2 separate regions of the Mus musculus genome follow, and region 1 is linked to region 2. Evidence: chromatin contacts called from public Hi-C data. All regions are on one chromosome and are shown on one strand. Each heading gives the region's core, a stretch centred on a gene start, on an enhancer-like site or on the middle of the called end of the contact. The rest is flanking DNA. Distances are from core to core; before and after follow the strand shown. Region 1 has its middle 26 kb from the start of Fblim1. Region 2 overlaps Zbtb17 (zinc finger and BTB domain containing 17).

The links. Hi-C and Micro-C count contacts between places; a contact is called where the count stands out from the background.
Region 1: a Hi-C map of bone marrow-derived macrophages shows a contact between it and region 2, with 35 read pairs. The contact joins two enhancer-like sites. A contact is called at or near these places in 4 of 39 promoter capture datasets (embryonic stem cells, erythroid cells, macrophages and 1 more), 2 of 15 datasets of contacts at CTCF or cohesin (embryonic stem cells and large pre-B cells), 15 of 484 Hi-C or Micro-C datasets (B cells, the C2C12 cell line, bone marrow-derived macrophages and 9 more), 31 of 115 datasets of contacts at active chromatin or transcription factors (the 230-238 cell line, the HPC-7 cell line, bone marrow-derived dendritic cells and 18 more) and 3 of 9 other capture datasets (adipose tissue, liver and pancreatic islet).

The regions. Positions count from the first base shown.
Region 1 is chr4:141,572,368-141,575,067 of GRCm38.p6, reverse strand. No RefSeq gene overlaps it. Among named protein-coding and RNA genes, the nearest start is that of Fblim1, 26 kb to the left of the region's middle. Within about 2 kb of position 1,252, at least 154 of the 459 cell types and tissues checked have an H3K27ac peak or open chromatin away from gene starts, as enhancers often do. A contact at or near this core is called in the C2C12 cell line, adipose tissue, bone marrow-derived macrophages and 6 more, where this site is marked.
Region 2 is chr4:141,453,483-141,456,182 of GRCm38.p6, reverse strand. The region is part of intron 2 of Zbtb17 (zinc finger and BTB domain containing 17); the gene reads right to left. Among named protein-coding and RNA genes, the nearest start is that of Gm42337, 5.9 kb to the right of the region's middle. Within about 2 kb of position 1,367, at least 166 of the 459 cell types and tissues checked have an H3K27ac peak or open chromatin away from gene starts, as enhancers often do. A contact at or near this core is called in the C2C12 cell line, adipose tissue, bone marrow-derived macrophages and 6 more, where this site is marked.

The DNA.
Region 1 (2,700 bases), core at 3-2,502, 120 kb before region 2:
GTTATCTTTGAGGACATAGTAAGTACCAGGTTGGCCTGAGGTACTTTGAGACCCCGTCTGGAACGGATATAAAGAGGTATAGGGTGTGTGGCACACACCTGTAATTCCAGAAATGGGGGGTCGGGGGCGCAGAGGACGGAGGATTGCTTAGAGTACAAGGCCACCCTGTAATACGCAGAGAGACCATGTCTCAAAAACAGACAAGCTGGGGCGGTGGTGGCCTACACCTTTAATCTCAGGGGAGGCAGAGGCAGGCAGACCTCTGTGAATTCGGGACCAACCTGGTCTACAGAGTAGATTCCAGGATAACCGCGGGTGCATTGTGAAACCCTGTCTCAAAAAACAAACAAGAAGGGCCTGCAAGATGGCTCAGTGGGCAAAAGCTCTTGCCACAACGCCTGACAGCCAGAGTTCAGAGTTCGATTCCCCAGCACTGCATAAATCAGGAGTGGAAGTGCCTGAGTGTGGTCTAGCACTAGGGAGAGGAGGCGGGAGGACCAGAACTTCACTCTCATTGTAGAAATCTCGAGGTCAGCCTGGAATGCATGAGACCAATGTTTCTCAACACCTAAACAAACAAATAAATAAATGGACAAAAACCTGAAGGTCATTTGTTTATATATTTTTAATTTGTTTTTATTTTATAGGTATGCCTGCAAGCATATCTGTGCACCTTGTGCTTTGAGAAACCAGAAGAGGATACCAGGGCACCTGGCACTAGAGTTACAGGACATTGTGAGCTACCAAGTGGGTGCTGGGAATCGAACCTGGGTCCTCTGGAAGAAGAGTCAGTGTTCTTAACCAGTGAGCCATCTCTCCAGCCCCACAAAGCCTTTTTCTTTGCATTTATTTATTTCTGTGGAGGAGTAACTGCATGCCACAGCTCAATTGTTCCTACATGTGTGTGTGTGTGTGTGTGTGTGTGTACAACCTGCAGTTCTCTCCTTCCGCCAATGAATTCTGGCAATCTTAAGACTTGGTGCCAACTGCCTTCACCTCTGATCCATCTCACTAACCGTATGTGTGTGTGTGCGTGTGTGTGCCTGTGCACATGCCTGTGTGTGTGTCTGTGTCTGTGAGCGTGCACGCACACACATGTGTGTGTTGCTGCAGCAGCTGGACATTACAAAACCATATTCTCAGCCCTGAGAAGGGAAGCATTTGATGTGTTCGGTCCTTGAAAGAGCTTAGCCCAGCCCTTGAACTTTAGAGTGTTTTGCAATGTCCTCTGCTCCCCAAGAAAAGGCCTGGCATCCGGTGTGTGTGAATCACACTTCTCAGAGGCTGGACTGTGGACTGAACCCTTTCATGACCTGCCTTGTGTGGAAAATGCCTGGGCCTTGGTCAAAAGCTATGAGCTGTCCACACAGCACATTCTTCTTGCTGGTGGCTGGATCCCAGCTTTTCCCCTTGTCTGGAAGCTGTTTTATAGCTCTGTAAAAGGCAGGTGGGTAAAAATCCTGTCCTGTCTCGGTAGGTTTCCCAACACCTTCCCCTTGTGGAGAAACTGATATCTGTTAGCACACAGATTTCTCCATAGCTGTTCTAAACTGTGCCGTGTGGCTGCTCTTGGAGCCGAGGACAACTCCCACCCAGCTTTTCCTTCCTTATATGGGGCCGGAACCTGTGTCTTCTGAGAGTCTGGGGTCTACCAATGAGCTAGCCTGGAAAATTTTCACTTAATACTTCCTTTACCAGGTGATTTTTTTGGAAGGCTTCATCAGGGGGACCCCCTAAAGGAAGTAGGGTAACAGTTAGGAAGCAGCTGCCTCGGGGCAGCCTGGGAAAGAGCGTTGAGCTGACAGAGAAGGGGGAAGGAACTGAGGAAGGGACAGTAGGAGGGACAAGGTGAGTTCTGGTTGGCTGCTCCTCTTGTTCTGAGAAAACCTGTGAGTTTTGAGTGGAGGGTGGGGAATAACTGACAGTCTCTACATTCCTGTTTTGGGTGAGGCTGGAAGGTCAGGAGAAAGGCAGCCCTGTTTCACCAGGGTTAAGACTCAGGGTCTGGCAAGTTCTTAGTCAGGATACGTGAAGTCCTACCCACAGGAACAGGCCCCATTTGGGGGGGCACAAGCCACATTTGGGGGGCACTGAATCTTGGCCTCCCGAAGGGGACATCCAAACCTGTCCTTTGCACAAGGAGGCCAGGGCTCCAGGTGACACCACTAGACAATTCATCCACTGTGGCCTCACACCAGTGGGTCCTCCCGTGTCTGCTGCTCATCGATTTTGTTGTGAAAGGGTCTCATGTAGCCCAGGCTGGCCTCCAACTCCAGCTGTGGAGACCCGGGTGACATTGAACCCCTGATCCTCCTGGGTGCTGGGATTGCAGGTCTGTGCTACTGTGTCCAGCTTTCCCATCCTGGGCTGACTCCTGCTATAGGCAGGGCAGTGCTGGGTAGGTAGAAGCAAGTGGAAGCGTGGACTAGGGTCTGTTCCACTGATACCCTGAAAACGGAGGCAGGAGAAAGAGCCATGCATGGAATTTGAGAGAAACAGCAGGGCAAAGAGTCTACCTTGCAGAGGGTGTTCAGGACACAGGTCCAGGGGAGTGGGTGGTGACAAGACAGACAATCCCAACAAATCCCAAAGGTGGCAAGTGGTGGCAAGATGGAGTGGCATGAGCCTGGTAGAATTTTAGAGATGAAAGCCAGGCATGGTAGCATACGCCTATAGCCCGGCCCTTGGGACTCAGAAGCA
Region 2 (2,700 bases), core at 118-2,617:
GGTGCAAGAGGAAGCTGCACCACTGCAAACCCAAGACCCAGGAACCAGTATGGCGCCATGGGCAGATGGCAATGCCCTTTCTTTCAAAGTTTCGTGCATGGTAACCATTTTACCCATTAAGGTACACCCAAGATTCTTCTAAAGACACTTTTCTTTAAAAGCCTTGGGAGAACTGAAAACTGACTGGCAATACTCTGAAAGGGCCAGGCAGCAGCTGAAGGACAAGTCAGGGAGCAAGAAAGCCAGCAGCCACTGCAGAGAGGACCATAGATTTGGTGGTCTGCAAGCTGGCAGCCATGCTCCAGTTAAGAGAGGCCAGCCTAGTCTACAGACAGGTCTACAGGAACAGTCAGGGCTACACAGAGAGACTGTCTTGAGAAAACAAACAGCAGCTTATGTAGGAGCTGACGTAATTAGCTGTTGCCGCAGCAGTGGGCTGTGAAGGGGAGAAGCGGTTGGGGGAAGCAGAGGAGGGCACACAAGTTCTGTCATGAGAAGCTGGCATGGGGGCATATTCCCTGAGGAGAGGAGAAACAAGAGCCCATGGAAAATCACAACCTTGTCAGGCAACTGCAAGTACTAAAGGAGGGGACAGTGGATAAAACAAGAAGCAGGCCAGCATATGGCTAGGGGCTAAGGGCGCTTCTGTCAGCCTGGTGACCTGAGTTTCACCCCCCACAGTACACATGGCCCGACCGAACCAACCCCAGCCAATTATTCTCTGAACCCTACATGTACATTATAGCACACACACGGACACACATACATACATACGCACACACACACACACACACACACGCACACACACACGCACACAAACATATAAATGTATTTTTTAAAAAAGAAAAGAACGAGGGAAGAGTGTCAGGAAGCGAACGTGCAGGGACAGACTGGGCTGTGCCAGCCAAGTTGGGGCACGGCTTATCCTCCACAGGCCACGAACAGCCAGCAGACCAGAGCCTGCCAACTGATGGCTGCAGCTGCCTCGGTCGGCTGGCAGAGTGCTTCTGTAGCATGTGCAAAGCTCTGGGTTCAATCCCCAGCACTGTACAAACCCCAGTGTCAGGTCATTCCCAAAATCCTCACTACAGAGTCTGAGGCAAGCCTGGGCTGTCAGAGGCCCTGCCTTATAAATAAATAAAGCTGACATGACAAAGTTTTCAACAGAATGGCTGGAACCTGAAAAACTGTTAACAGCCCCCTGCTGACACTGGAAGAGCTTAGTCTCCGGCCCTCCACAGACCACCTCAGAACAGGGAAGCACCTCTCCCTTGAGGGGCTCGAGGCCCCTGCCTTGTTCAGCACGGTCCTGAGCACTTCGCTGCTGAGTCACAGTGTGACTGAATCATGCTCTGAGAGACACCCACATCCTGCAGGGCTCCAGAGAAGAAGAAAAAACAGTGAAGGCCCTCCTCTCAAAAGGAGCTCACGGGGACACTTGCCCAAAACCTTGCTGTCTTACCACTTAAAGAGGAAAACAGAGGAAGTTACAGAAGAAGGGGGTGGACTAGTCTGGGTATTTCCGCAGTCAGAGACCTTTTCTATCACAAAACCTTTAAGGTATTAAGGGTGTGTCCCGACACTCACCAGGGGTTGGTACCACAAGGCTGGTGTAGAAGACACCTGTAAAACCTGAGCACCAGAAGGCACAGGGCAGAGCAGTGACGTTAGTTCAAGGCCAGCCTGAGCTATCCTGGGAGGCTCTGTGTCAAAATTACAACAAAAAACATTTCCTACTTTCTGTAAGACCTGGTGACTAAAAATTTCTCAATAGAAAAAAAAAAAAAAAAAAGTACTTGAGAGGCAGAGGCAGGCAGATTTCTGAGTTCGAGGCCATCCTGGTCTACAAAGTGAGTTCCAGGACAGCCAAGGCTACACAGAGAAACCCTGTCTCAAATCACAAAGGATGCGATACTCCGTTAGATTCTGGGAGCAGAAATCCCTAAAGAAGATGTCCCCAGAGTAATGGACCCTCAGCATCAGGTACAGATGAAGCCCTGATATTGTGAAGAGCCTGCCATTGCTGGAGCCACAGCTCCTGGGCTTAGCTGCAGCTCAAGGCTTGTAATTAAACAGAGCTGGTCCTTGGGCAGCAGCATACACATCTCTAAACTCCATTCTTTTCTGTAAACCAGGGATAACAATGAAGGCTTCTACTTCATACAGCTGCTCTTGGGCTCTAGCATTATGATACTAAAATACATAAAGCCACGCTGGAGCAGTGACGGCCGGAGACCAGGGAGGAGCCCACTACCCAGGGGCTCACCTCTTCTACCAGATACAACATGAGGCCTCAGTGCTTGAGATTTAATGGGATGCCACCACCCCCTTTCTAAAAATCACATGACTTGCACAAGCAAAGAGGCTTCACTGAGAAAAGACACAGCATGGCCATCCCACAGAGAAAGGACACCAACTGTCACCTGTAGTCTATGATCTCATTTTCCTTTAGAGCTGAATGGTATTCCATCACACACACACACACACACACACACACACACACACACACACACACACACACACACACGAGCGAGTGCTACTGCTGTGACGGCCCAGCCAAGCTTGATGGCATGATGCTATTGATGAAGATCACACATGCTCTGGCTGCAGGACAGGAGAAGCCAAGCTGGACTGAGACAGAAGCCTCCTCCCTGCTGGCTAGCCCACCCTCGTGGAGTCAGAAGGTGCTCCTGGGGACTC